Linked DNA regions of Athene noctua: region 2 is linked to region 1. The links are chromatin contacts, called in public Hi-C maps. All regions are on one chromosome and are shown on one strand. Each heading gives the region's core, a stretch centred on a gene start, on an enhancer-like site or on the middle of the called end of the contact. The rest is flanking DNA. Distances are from core to core; before and after follow the strand shown. Region 1 holds the start of CCDC9B (coiled-coil domain containing 9B). Region 2 holds the start of CHST14 (carbohydrate sulfotransferase 14).

What was found. Hi-C and Micro-C count contacts between places; a contact is called where the count stands out from the background.
Region 2: a Hi-C map of heart shows a contact between it and region 1, with 4 times the contacts expected there. The contact joins the promoter of CHST14 here to the promoter of CCDC9B in region 1. A contact is called at or near these places in 2 of 2 Hi-C or Micro-C datasets (heart and liver).

Annotation. Positions count from the first base shown.
Region 1 is chr14:11,631,514-11,638,095 of bAthNoc1.hap1.1, forward strand. CCDC9B (coiled-coil domain containing 9B) reads right to left here and starts at 1,299. Exons shown (of 13, transcript XM_074918502.1): 1 at 1,146-1,299. The coding sequence starts at 1,166.
Region 2 is chr14:11,771,728-11,779,348 of bAthNoc1.hap1.1, forward strand. CHST14 (carbohydrate sulfotransferase 14) reads left to right here and starts at 4,601. Exons shown (of 2, transcript XM_074918003.1): 1 at 4,601-5,821; 2 at 6,605-6,926. The coding sequence starts at 4,737. The coding sequence ends at 6,761.

The DNA of each region.
Region 1 (6,582 bases), core at 49-2,548:
ACAGAGCAGCCCGCTGCACGCAGAAGCGCCGAGCGGCGTTTAGAGCCCACGCACCAGCTCGCAGGGGCTCACCCATTGTATGGTTCAGCCAAGTCAGCGTTTGCTCGTCAGCCACCACTGCGAGCCAGCCACTAACAGGGGGACGTGCCCTCTCCTCCGCTTCTGGAACCAACTCGCCGCCCCAGCCCATGCTGAAGCTGATGCCCAGGATGAAAAGTGGCTACACCGTGCCCTCCCCGGAGTAAAGCTCTTCCGGGGAGTCAAGGTGCCCGTATGTCACAGCGACCGGAGAGTTATAAATGGCTTTGGCAGAACAAACGTGCAATGGCTTTGAATCAGCAGCCGAGCCCGATGCCTCCTAGATAGCAAGGCAGAGCAAGGAAGCTGCAGAATGAGAGGCCTCTTTCTCTCGCAAATAAAACTGTCACAAAAGGAGAAATGGAAAGCTAGTGGCTTCGTGCTTCAATTAAATGACGACATCTCGTCCTGTCATACCCCCACTCCTAAGTGGCACACACACTTGCTACGCAGCTCATCGGGGGCTGGAGGGACGCCTTGCTCCAGACTGTCTCTGTGTGCAGTGTTTTCCCACATACTTCTACGATCGCCTGCTTCTACAGCGAGAGACCTCGGAGGCAGCAGGGTTGGAAAAGCGAGAAAGACAGAAGGTGGGGGGGAGGGAAGAAGAGAGGGGACCGGGGCCCTCAGCTAACACGCTTCTGCGTAAGCAAATGCATCCGCTCTTTTTAAGAAATATCCTCTGGCTTGACAGCTGCAGCTGAAACCCTTGCCGGGATAGGCACCATCCAGCACTGCCTGGGTTTCTGTTTGCTGTCTGCCCCGGCCTCCCACCCTCCTGGGAGGCACATTGTCCTGAGCCAGCCACCACAACCTGCCCCTGCGACGGACGGGTAAACCCCAGCACCCAAAACCCACACACACACCCCCAGCACCCCCCCGCCGACACAGTACGGCTTGTTTGCTCCCCGTGCCTGCTGGCAGCCAGGCAAGGAAAAAAAACAACAAAGCGACAACCACCGAAAGGCCACCCTGAAGGAATCGAGTGAGAGTCCTTCCGTGGGCTTTTTGGGTGAGGGACCCCACCGCCCCGCGCCCCTCCCAGGCCCCACAAAGGCAGCACTCACAGCTCGGTGCATGTTGGACATCGGCAGCGAAGCCCAGCAGATTCCAGAGCAGAGCTAAAAGAGGAGAGCCATCAGACGGCCTTTCTCAGCACTGGTTGCACAGCATACAAGATCATGTTTTGATTACAAAAGCCTCGTCTGGGCTCCCAGCCAAGAGCACTGGCTGCCTAATATACCAAGCACAGACAGGGTTTTGAGTGCCTGTGTCCTCCTCTCCAATCTCACTCTCTTTTTAAAAGAAACACTCCCCCTTTTCCCCCCTCCTGACTCCTTTTAACTTCCTGATGCCACAAGCCCTCGTTCAAAGTGGGAAAAGCCAGGCGAACAATGAAAAATGGATCAGGCAAACAGCTTGACTTCACTTCGTGGCCATTCACAGGGTCGTGTTATTTGTTATGCATGGCTAGTTGCACGCCTGGCGGGGGATCGGGAAAGTATCTGGGGTCCTGAATGTCTTGTGAGTGCGAGTATGTGCGTGAGCCGTCAGGGGAAAACAAGTGCTGGATTTGCCTTTTTCTGTTTAATTTCAGTATTCTCTAGGAATGATTTCCCAGCTTTTAAAACGCGCCTTTCTTTCAGGGTGGGAGCAGAGCAATGCTGTGGGGCGGGCATTACCAGCTGGCACCATGACCAACAGAAACCACACAGTCAAAGGAGATGACTCCCCATAAGTCCCCATCCGAAAACTGCCAAAATGACCCCCAGAAGAGTCACAAGTAGCGGGGCTTTGGGAGAATGGGGGCAGCATTCAGCTGCTGCATCGCGGGCTGCCACACTCAGACCCTTATCTCAGCGCTGCGTCCTGGCTGTGTGCTATGTCCTCCTCAATGCAGGCTGGCTGCTTGCCCCCCAACCTCCGTGGGACCCACCTCGAGCAAGAGGCAAACAGGAGATGGCGGCACATAGGGGAATATTTCGTTGCCCAAGGACCAATGCACACCCCAACCTTAATGAGGGTCCTGCTACATTCATATGGTAAAATAAACAAGAAGGCCCACTGCTAGTACCTATCCCCTCTAAGACTTTTGAGGAGCTCAACGGCTGACAAAATCCAAGAAGTTCAACCCAAAATCCAGCCTGGTTCAAGGGAAGCCTTCAAAAGATTTTGAAGAACTCTGAGTCTGGCCCCTCCTCTGCACATAACTCCAGCTCTTGGAGATCATGGTTAAGGCATTAAAGGAGCTGGAAGCATGGCTCAGTAAAAGCGCTTAGAGGGAAAGGCTGACCCATATTAATTAGTAGCTACTCAAATGATGAAAGGAAGCTGAAGCCATTTCCCAGGCAGTGCCTCTGGATTCAGACTCAATGAAGGAAATTAAGACTCTACTATGGATGGAAAACTGGGAAGAAGACACTTTGGCAGAGGCCAAGTGCTTGTCAACAGGTTTGTGAGGGAAAAGCCTGTGCAGGAGGTCTGGAGCCGTGTGGGGCTTTTTCTTGCCCTGAGAACATGCTGCTGCTTTGGGTTTCCAGGCTGGCACAGTCCCTTGGTGGGGCGGAGGGGTGGCCTGGTTTTGGTGGGGCTGGCGGCCGCAGGGCTGCAGGGATGCTGCAGGGCTGAGCCAGGGGGTCAGTGTTCATGGAAACACTTTTTCCAGCGACGGTGCATTACCCCGTTTGCAGGGTGCCGTGTTCCTGGGCTAGAGGAGTCTGCGCATGCTGCCAGCGGCCGGGTCCAGGTTAACACAGGACCCCCCCCCCCCATTATCCCCAGTTCTTTGCACAGGGTGGGGTAAACACCACATGCCGTGGCTCCATTGTGCTACCCAGGGATCGCAGCAAGGGGACCATGTCCTGCCCAAGTTGTCAAGGCTTAAGCTAAGTGCTCTCAAGGAGTTTCTACAGACCTCAGAGCCACGGCATCCTAGGTCTCTGCGGCTACCAGGGGTGTGGCCAAGCTCTTCCAGCAATGAGCAGGGCCATGAGCAGGCATGAAGAGCCCTAAAATACCTTTACCTTTGCTAATGTCTCTGGAGAGCTACAGTTCCCTCCAGGGCAGTGTTGGCCACTCCATTGCCCAAAACACAAAGAACTGACATTTCTCAGCTGTCCTTTGCCATGTCTGAATGACATAAATAACAAACATCTACTTCTGCATCGTCATCTGAGGCCAATGAATGCTCAGTTAACACTGCAGACACAGAAACCCAGGGGCAAAAGGACCCAGTCAAGCAAGCAGCATCTGCAGCTTCAGCAGTGGGGCAGAACAGGCTGGTTTGGGGACCTGTTTGTGCTCTTGGGACTCTCACAGGATTTAGACAGCAGAACCTTATAAATATGCTGAGATTTGTGGGATTATATGCATGCACATATATTTGCTTATTCCTGGTGTCATGGCCAGAAAGGGTTGAATAACACTGCGGCTGTCCTCAGCTCGAGGGCTTGCTCCGAACTGCCAGGAACTCTGATGTGATTTAAGTGCAGTGTCATCCCAGGATTAGCATGGCCTTCCCATGGGGTCTGTGCCTGCCTTGGGGTAAGGGCAAGGCTCTGGGACCATCCTCCTGGCACCAGGGAGCACCAGCACCCAGAGGTCTGCCACTTGGGAAGGGCAGGAGCCAAAGATGGTATCCTGCTGCGGTGAGAAGGCTGTGCTGGATGCTTGGGAATCTGGGAGTCCTGCAGGACCTCAGGACACACTGAGTCCTGTCCACATGAGCACCCCCACATTGGTGGCTGGAGCACATCCCTGCTGCTCTCTCAGGCAGCTGGTGGCAGCTATTTCCCAGCACACAGCAACCTGACAGAGTGCTTCAGCCAGTGGGTGTATATCACACCCATGGCCAACAGGAAGGACGTTTGGAGAAATGAGCTTTGTTACTCACTCAGGAATTTGTCCACCACCCCTAGAGTTAATCTCTTTATTCTTCTAATATTGCCAGAAGACCTTTAAGAGGCAGAATGGCCTGATTCTGGGCTCTCTATTGGGCTCTGGCTGCTGTGGACTGGCTTGTGCCACCTCGGAAGCCTGCTCAGCACAGAAGCCTTGGGGTGTACCCAATGTAGATACCCCAGGTTGGCTCTGCAGTTTCTACCTTATGGAAAGAGGATCTATGAGCACTTGCTGACTGTTGGCAGCCCCTGAAGGGGCAGTTCCTGAAGCGAACAGCAGCTTGACTTCAGGAAAGCCTGAAAGCTGGAGGAATTGAGGACATAAGGGTGTTTTTGCTGCGTTGCCCTGCTGGGGCTGTGCCACGCAGGGGCTCGGCTGACCTCCCTGAGGCACAGCCCCCAGCTGCCTGCTCGGAGCGCCTGCTCCCCACTCAGGGTAAAGTTTGCTGCAGATTTTTCTGGGACAAAGGAAGGAAATCAGAGCAAGGACTTGTCCATTTTGAGCTCGTAATTTTGAAACAGTTCCTTTTTCTGGCTGCGCCCTGCAAAGCCTCTCCCTCTCAGTTTCAGCACAAAGAACCATCCCTGAGAGGAGTCGTCCCCGCTGCAGGACAGCATTCAGCAGCTGGCAGAAAGTATTACCCCACATTTTGACAGCAAGACTTCTCTGCCTTACACAAAGGCTGAAGGAAAGAATCTGATTCCTCAATAAACCCAAACCTGACTGCCCTGAACAGCATTCCTGGCATCCCTTTATCAGCCCTTCCACCAGCAGGAACCGCCTTGGCTTGGAACCCTCCTTTCCTTTTGCACTCTGTGAAACTCCTCCAAAGCCACTCAGTGCCATGCTGCCACTTTTCCCAAGTGCACTTCACCCATCTTCATCTTGGCTTGGCTCCATTTTTTGCACGACCGCTCTTTAGTCAACAGATGGCACTCGGTAACTGCTGGGAGAAGTTGGGAACGGCTGCCGAGCGCGCAGCCGGCCCTTTTGGGGGGCTGCTTTTAGATGGTGCATCGGGGCTGCAGTGAGCGGCGTGGCCGATTTCAGCACCACTCCCGCACGCTGCCCTGAGCAGGTCACGCTGCCTGAGGCTCCGGAGCAGAACCATCCCTCTCCAGGCCTGTGGGATGGAGGGAGGGATGGGAACACGCAGAATATCAAAGAGGAGTTTCCAGCAGCCCGGAGGCATCTTTCATATCAACCACCGAGCAGAATGCCCTGCGATACGCAAACTCCTCCTTTCCCTTCCTTGCTTACCTCCGCGCTGGTCCTTCAGCCAGCTGCAACTGCGGGACGAAAATGCGTTTGAGGCACTTCCTCGGGCCAGCCAGGAGGAAGGTCTGCGTGTGCCTCAGCCTGGGAGGAGGGACCAGCCAGAAACCTTAAATGGGCTTTAGTTGCAGAGACTCCCAGGGATCAAAGGACTGCTGAGACATCCATTTTTAAATGTATCTATATACAATTCAAATGAAACCTGCCAAAGCTAGTTAAAGGATATAATGGCAGCCTGGTCCTGCTTAAAATCAGTGAAGATCACAGTTGCTTGTTGGTACTAGGGGCTGCTTTCCCATAGCGACACCAATCACAGCACCAGCACAGAAAACTCCAAGGATTTGTGGAGCAGTCCCATTCCCGCTGGAGGACGAGTTTGTCCCCCTTCCCCCCTCCTCGTGCACCATCCCAGCCTGCAGGTTCTTGCCCCACATCCTGTGTGTGAGATCTGTGCCTACCCCTGTTTAATGCCACCTTGAATAACTCACCATCTCATCACCTCACCTGACATTTTCTGCTCCTGAAAAACTTATCATTCTAGTGTAGGGCCTCTGAAGCTTATAAGAGGGTCTGTCCTCTTAGTTCTGTCCACTTCCAGACACACACAGCAGGGCCAAACGCAGGTTTGCTCACCCTCTTTGCTACCCCAACCTTCAGATGTAGGACACATGACCCAGCCTGGGGAAGGGCACCAGCCTGTGGAAAGTGGCTAGGACAGCCAGTCAGGCAGGTTCTTTTCATCTTTTATGGAAATGTAGTCCTTGGGGAAAGCACAGAGAGCTGCAGACAGCAACTGGTTCTCCCTGGGTGAAAGCTGTTGTCAGCAGGGGCCAAGGGAGGTTCCCCATTCCAGCCCATGGCTTCAGCCCAGGTCTAGGAGGATGTGGGCAGCCCAGTGGCCTGTAACAATTCACAAGCTGCAAATGAGCATGCCAAGAGCCAGCAGGGCCTTGACATGGTCATTTGCCCCTTGTGAACTACAAAAAGTCAAAATTATTCAACATAGGGCTGTTTTGGAGCTACACCAGTGGTGACACAACCCACTTTCAGTCTGATGCAGGAAGAAAGAAGTGGCAAACTCAGTGGCTGTTCTCCAGGCCCATGAGTGCCTCTCATCCCAATTAACCGCAATTAAAACCTAACAAACCATTTCACTTCCCTTTGCCAGCAGAACTCAAAAGCAAACTCCAGAGACCAACCTTGGCTCCAGGGCCTAAACCGGACTGGAGACTCTTCGTGGACTCCAGCGGTGTCACATGGCGCTGATGATGCATGGGTTCGGTCTGGGCTCAGTCGCAGGGAGACCGGCTTTTCTTGAGCAGAGGGTTA
Region 2 (7,621 bases), core at 3,351-5,850, 140 kb after region 1:
ACACAGGTTTCATAGCTGTGTTGGATTTAATGTGTGTTCGTATTGAAAACTGATGGTAAAACCCCAGCTGGCTGCCAACACCAGTGTGTGTGTGCGAATCCGGTAGCCCTGGGCTGAAAGGGATTAGAGATTGGTCAGTGGGTTTGTGGAGGATAAAGGGTAGAAGAAGGGAGGTGTGGTTGTTACTGACTTAAAATTGAAGATGCTCAGCCTGGGAACTGTTTCTGCACATTGACCTGGTCTTTTTGGGAAAAACCTGTGAGCAGCTGCCCGTGGCAGCACCAGGAAAGCTCTGGCTCATGGAGACCATTACCCAAATACCGGCCCCATGGTGCTGGCGTCTGCGGGATTCCTGAACTTCCTCTGACCTCCTGCCCAGCTGGAGCATATTCCAGTGTGCAACAGCTCCTCTGGTGTGTGTAGCCCCAGAGGGAATGTATAGCCGTGCAGCCTCTGCCAGCCACACTGTCCCTGCCATCCCCAGGGACCCTCCTCCCTCTGTGCATCGACATCCCAGCCCCGGGCCAGGATGCTGGGCACAGCCACAGTGGGACAAGCTGTTACGGCTTCTACTGACCCTGTGGGCGCGTGGTTGTTTCCCTTGCACAGAGGAACCACAACTCCAGAAAGGGCTCAGTTCAAAAGCAATTTCACAGCTACGCGCAACGGAGCAGGGAAAACTAAGCTCAGTGCAAGGTCTCTGCAAGTTCAGCCAGCTGCATATCAATTAATTTGCAGTTGCAAGATAAGCAGATCTGTCAGCGCTACATTTTCTTTGAAATAGTGATTTTTGTTATGAAGGAGGTGGACTGAGCCTATCACAACAATCTCCCCTGCATTATTTAGCATATTCATCCAGCACGTTTGACTTTAAGAAGACTTTTTTTTTTTCCTAGAGATAAGAAACTCTGCCTTGCATAGCGAGCTGACTGTGAAATGGCTGCTACACTTTTCCACTTGGTTAAGAGGCTTTATTATACTAAATTACTGGATAATCTCTAGACACGCAGCCACAACATCACATCATCTTCCTCTGCTTGTTTCACTTTCTGTCCCAGAGCTGCTCAGACCCAAAGGGTCTTGTTTGCCTGTGTTGGGAGTTGCTGTCCCGTTGCTTGTTTGGAAAGTTGGCATCAGCTCAAACTGTTGTTCTACACAGAAACCTCCTTTCTCTTGCTGAGCTTTTCACAGAGGCTCATGCATTCTTCCTTTTTGCAGTTTCTCAGACCAAAGTAAATATCTGATCTTACCCAGCAGAGCCCTTGGTAGGGCACATGGCAGCGCTCGTGACAACAGTCAGTGTCCAACTCCACTCTGAGCTGAAAGGACAGGGGTATCCCTTGGTCTTTTTCCTCCATCCCCTCTAGGAATTGGCACTTTCCTTATTAGACCACCACTTCTGATAGCCAAGGCTGACTTCTGCAGCCTGCTTTAAATCTGGGTGTGCCCCACATCGATGGTGCGGGGAGACTAACTCAGTGTAACACATGTAGTATCACAATGTGTATAATAGTAATAAATCATGTTGCTCATGCGAGTTAGCAGTGAGGAAAAGGCCTAGAGGATTGTTCAACACCAGCTGGTAGTTACCTGGGGGTAGAGGTCTGCTGCTGCGATGGCAAAGACAAGTGTTGGGCTTTGAAAGCATGTTGAAAGAACTGTGAGTTACAGAAATCCTCCCTCTATACCTGTAAGAAATAACTGTGGGGAAGAGGCTGCTGCTACAGCCCCAGGTAGCTGGGGATCACCTTCAGATCTGATCAAGCATCTCCCTGGGCCAGGCTTCACAGGTTTCCCTTGTTCCCTGGAGCTGTGTGTGCCCACGGGATGCAAACAATTTCCTGTGACTTAAGGTGGCGAATAGGTGTCTCTTCCACACTGTTTATAGGGGTTTCAGGATTCCTATGGGTAAAAGGTGCAGGCCAGGATTTACCCGTATATAGTAACAACAGCTAGGTTTGGGCCTGCCTGTCTGCCCAGGCATCAACCGTGCAGGTGGAGCGAGAAGGTTCCCCTGTGCCGGGTTACAAGTGCTGCTGGTGTGGGGGACAGAGCACCGCGCACTGTCCAAGTTACAGGAGGTGTGGGTTTGTACAGCTGCTGCAGATGTCTCTGTCCCTTCGCTTTTCCACACTTAAAGATTCTCAAATTTTACATCGGAGTAAGTTGGGACACTTTGTTTCAGACCACGTTGAAGGCGGTTTTTAACACGATGCTCTACGTGCTCTGGCAAGCTCCGGTGATAACATCAGTTTGTTGTGGCTAGTCATCATGGGCTGGGCTGGGCAGAGGGTGACTAAAGCAGAAATACCTGCAGTATTTTGCAGGTATTTGATGCAGAAATGAGCATCAAAGTTTGTCCGGAGTGCCCCAGCAGACCAGTTAGATGAAACAGCACGTCTGCAAGGCTCTTCCCCACCCCCACGCCCCCCCCAGGCCCACAGCTGCCTTGGGATCCGTGGGATGCTGTCCTCACCAAGCCTTCTCTTCCACGTCCAGCTCCTGCATGGTTCCTGTAACAGGGGCAAAACAAGGTGGGTTTGCCTTCAGCTGCTTGGAATAAAGTGACAAAGGTAAGTGGTGGTGTTGGAAAGCACCTTGAAAAGGGCTGTGAATTATAGAAATCCTCCTTGTGTGTCTGTTATAAAGAACTAAACACTTCCATCGCTTCTGGTTGGTAGTATAAACTTGTAGGCAAACCACAGGAGCCTAAAGTTGGGTTTCCTTCCTTCCTACTTTATTTTCTAAATGTACCTTTTCCAAAGAAATGGATCTGTCTGTGAAATATATTCCAGTAGTTTTGCACACTCTGAACATGAGGTTTCTTTTAACTGCTGTGAAAATCAAATTAATTAACACCCAGAGTGAGCAATAGGCATGTTCAGTATAACCACGGTTAATTTTCTTCAGTGACGTGGGGTTTAGCCTTGCAAGTGAACAAAATAGCCCCCGGAACTGTGTGTTTGTTTGCCTATGCTCTATAGAGACATCACATCCTACCAGATACCTGCGCTATTCACACCCATCCTTAAATCACACCTCCCTTGCATATGCAGGAAAAAAATAAACCCACTGACATCGTAGGCAGTTCCTAGAAGTCTGGAATAGATTTTCAGAACTACTCTGTTATCATATAGAACTACTCTAGACCTACACACATTAGGGGTGAATAGAAACAAAACAGGAAAAGTGGTGCCAGACTAACTCACCTTCTAAGAAATAAAAATGTCCCTTGGCTGCTTTGGCACCACTATGAGTGCCCATACGGGAGTTCACTGTAATCAGAGTCTTTTTCTCGAAGATGAAGGCTTTCCATGGCCTGATTCTCATCTCAGTGCCACAGATTATAGACGTTGGCGCAGCTTCAGTTTACACTGGTGTTGAGATCAAGATCAGATCCTTGGACCTGCCTTCTGAAATCAGAGCAGCGATCTGATAACGCTCCAGAGTGCAGATTTACAGCTGTGCTGCTGGTGGCAGAGTAGAATATACCATCTCTTCCTAGAGCTAATGCTGTATTTACATCAAAATAAAACTGTAAAATGTAAAATCATCTAGCTTCAGGCTCTTGCACTTCACTACAAATGCTTTGTCTGCCTTGGCTGACAAAATGCTCTTGGCTTTTGATCAAAGAAAAGCAAGTGGAAGCTGTTTTTCTCTTGATGTTAAGAAAGCTTTTGACAGAGAGTCTCTGCAAGACTAGCAGAGACGCACCAGCCCCGTGCTATGCTCTGAAAACGCATTGAAGAAAAATACACAGAGCAATGCCAGTATGAAATGATTTCTGCTCCGGAAAGGGCTGTAAGTAGAAATGCAGCCTCAGGGCTGGCTTAACGCTACGGGCCTACCTGGCCCTAAGGACAAGCTGCTCCTTACAGCTCGGTGCTACTTGGACTGGTCAGAGGGCTTTGTCTGAAGCAGAGGTGGTGGTAGGAGAGGGTCAGCTGGAGTAATTAAGTCAGCAGCTTGGGGGAAATACCTGTAAAGTTTTAGAAATCTTGTCCTTTGGTTTCCAGGTGGTGGCCCGGCCTCAGCATAGCTCTGTGCTCGGCTCAGCAGGTAACTCGCATCTCCTCCTCTACTGCCAAGACTGCGCAGCAATAAAGCGTAGGGTGACTAATTAAGGCCAGATTGGCCTAGGACTGCAAAACCCACCACAGCCGGTTAATTAACGGCTGTATCTGCACGTGGCCACAGAAGGGGTAAGTCGGAGCTGGGAAGCACCCGGCGTTAAGCTCTTCTGCGAGCAGCACCCCGTAACTCCGAGCAAACCCCGCAGGGCTGTATTTTAAATTACATTTTAAAGGTGTTTTGCGGAGAGGGGAGCGTGGGGTGGCACTCGGGTACCTGCTCCGGGCGCTGACGCCGGTGCCTGGCACCGGCGGGCGGTTAGACGCGCCCCGGGGCCGCCGGGGGCTCGTTTTCCCCGCCGCAGGGGGCCGGGGCCGGGGCCGGGGCCGGGGGAAGCTGCGGCCGGGCCGCGGGGCGAGGCGGGAGAAGCTGCGGCCCGGCCCCGTGAGGGAGGACGCGGGGCGGGGCGGGGCCGCCGCAAAATGGCCGCCGCCTCCCGCCGCCCGCGGCCCGCCCCCCGCGGCCGTCACTGCCGGCCGCCGCCCCGCCTCGCCGAGGGCACCGGCAGCCGAGCGGGGACCCCGCCGCCAGCCCCGCTGCCCCCCTCCCCGCCCTGCTCCGGCCTCTGCTGAGGCGGCGGCGGGCGGCCCGAGCCCTCCGAGGCCATGTTCCCCCGGCCGCCCTTCCCCGCCGAGGGCCGGCGGGCGGGAGCCGCGGGCCGCAGCCGGGCGCGGGCGCGGGGCGCGGGCGGCGGGACGGTGCTGCTGCCCTCCATGCTGATGTTCGGCGTGATCCTGGCCTCCAGCGGGCTGCTCCTCATGATCGAGAAGGGCATCCTGGCCGAGGTGAAGCCGCTGCCGCTCCACCCGGCGGCGGGGGAGCTCTCCCGGCGAGGCGGCGGCGGTGAGGGGGGCCCCGGCGACCTGGAATCCGAGGTGCTGCGGGACATCCGCAACCGGACGATCCGCGCCGTCTGCGGGCAGCCGGCCATGCCCCGCAGCGTCTGGGAGCTGCCGGCCGGGCAGCGGCGGACGGTCCTCCGGCACCTCCTGGTCAGCGACAAGTACCGCTTCTTGTACTGCTACGTGCCCAAGGTGGCCTGCTCCAACTGGAAGCGCATCCTGAAGGTGCTGGACGGGGCGCTGGAGAGCGTCGACGTCAAGCTGAAGATGGACCACAAGAGCGACCTGGTGTTCCTGGGGGACATGAGGCCAGACGAGATCAGCTATCGCCTGAAGAACTACTACAAGTTCATCTTCGTGCGGAACCCGGTGGAGAGGCTGCTCTCGGCCTACCGGAATAAGTTTGGGGAGATTAAGGAGTATCAGCAGAAGTACGGCGTGGAGATCGTCAGGCGGTACCGGAAGAACGGGGGGAGTTCGGCCGGTGACGACGTGACTTTCTCTGAATTTCTCCGGTATCTGCTGGACGAGGAGGTGGAGAGGATGAACGAGCACTGGATGCCCATCTACAACCTCTGCCAGCCCTGCGCCGTCAGGTATGACTTCATCGGCTCCTACGAGCGCCTGAACGCCGATGCCGACTACGTCCTCGAGCGAGTCCAGTCGCCCTCCTTCATCCGCTTCCCCGAACGGCAGTCGTGGTACAAGCCCGTGACGGCAGAAACGCTCCATTACTACCTGTGCAACACGCAACGCCGGCTGTTAAAAGAGCTGTTACAAAAATACATCCTGGATTTCTCCCTCTTTGCCTACCCCCTTCCCAACATAACCAGCGAATTCTGCAGGCAGTGAGTTGTTCATGTCGGGCTCTGGTGTGAATTCTGCCTACACTGCAAGGATTTGCTCATGCAGCCGTTGCTGCGAACAACACATTGCTGCAGGGCCTGTGAAACACACTCTTCTATGCATTATTTCCTAATTTTATACTTCTCAGACTCTGTTTTATATAAAATATTATATATTGCCTTTGCTACTAGAATACTTTTTGTATTGTTTTGATTTTAATGTGTACATATGCCGCTGACTTGAGCACAGTAGCTTTTGTATATCTATTTTGCTTTAAATTCTTTGTTATGGCACAATATGGAAGACATCCATAAGGAAATTGAGAAACATATATTTTAAGTATTTTTTCCTCCTTTTTTGTGTTTTGTACTAAATAGTATGCAATCATAATATAGCAGTTGATGTGCTATTAACAATATGGTGGTTGATGCGCTAAAAATTAGCGGTGTTAAAACTGGTGCTGGATTAGACAGGAGTTATTTTTTGGGGTATGAGTAGAAGAAAAGGTTTTTATAAACTAGGCCCTATTTATCCTTTGTTTTCTCATCTGTAGATGGCGGTTAAATGAGGTTGGTCTTTTTTCTGTTAACAGTAGCACCTCTTGTTTTTATTACTATTATTAATTATTATTATTTACCATTGAAATAAAACTAGTGATAGGATAATATTCACTTTTGTGTGATTTTAAGATTCAAAAGTACCAACTATTTACCCAGCATACCATATCAGGTGCAATATCAAGCCATAACACTTTGCTCTTCTCTCTCTTTCTCTCTGGATTAAAGCAATACAGACTCTGGGAAGACCAAAACCCAGCCTGGTTCCTGTGATGGAAAGCACCAAAACCCCCACCCGTGCCAGGGCAGCTCACAGCCTCTGTGGGTGTCTGTGTGCCCACGCGCGTGCAAACCACCGTGGAAAATTACTTTCTCCATGTTTTGAACCAATGGTGACTTGAGGATTAGTTCTCCCTTTTTATATAGGTGTGCACACCATTTTTATAGCTACTTGTATTTAATTACGGCTGATAAATTGTAAAAGTTTGGGAGATAATGTTGGATGTTGTTCCTGGGAGGCTGTGTCCTCGTTCCTAATAAAGTTTTTATATGAATCAGTCTGTTGCTTGGTGCTTTTCCTTCGATGGTAGTGTTTATTTGCAACCTTGGGGAGGCTTTCTGCCTCTTGTGCTAAGCCATGGTGTGGAAGTATGATGAATTGGCAGTTCCTGCCTTGATGAATTTGTGTTTTCAGTGCCAGAGCAGAGGTAACGAGTGGAGAAAGAAATGCATCTACACTGAATTAGGAGACAATTACGTGATGGGCAGTGGGATGAAAAGCAGCAGTCAGCAGCAAAGTAGGCACCTAATTGCCGTGGAGTTGATACAGGGCAGTAGGGATGGATTTAGATACTGCAGGGAGCGGATGGTTTCCTGCTTGATTTGTGAGTGTCTGAAAGGAGGGCATGGAGCCACATCCACTCAACCTCAAAGTGGTGGGATGAAAAATCCTGCTTAGAGCATGACTTAAGTAACGTAATAGGTTTACTCTATCTATAAACTCCTGGTGAAATCACCCATCTCCTGCTGCTGAGATCAGTAGCCCAGCAAAGTTTGAGTGATTTTTTTTTTTTTTTTTTTTTTTTTTTTTACCTTTCCTGATGAGATCGTGGCCAGGCACAAGAGCAGTGACGGGCGCGTTTGTGGCCTTCAGCTCCTGGCTGCATCCTCGCCTCTGCGGCCACCTACCCTGTACAAAAAATGGGTTAGAAGTTGGCTTTGCTCTCCTTGTGCCCGGTCTGAAAC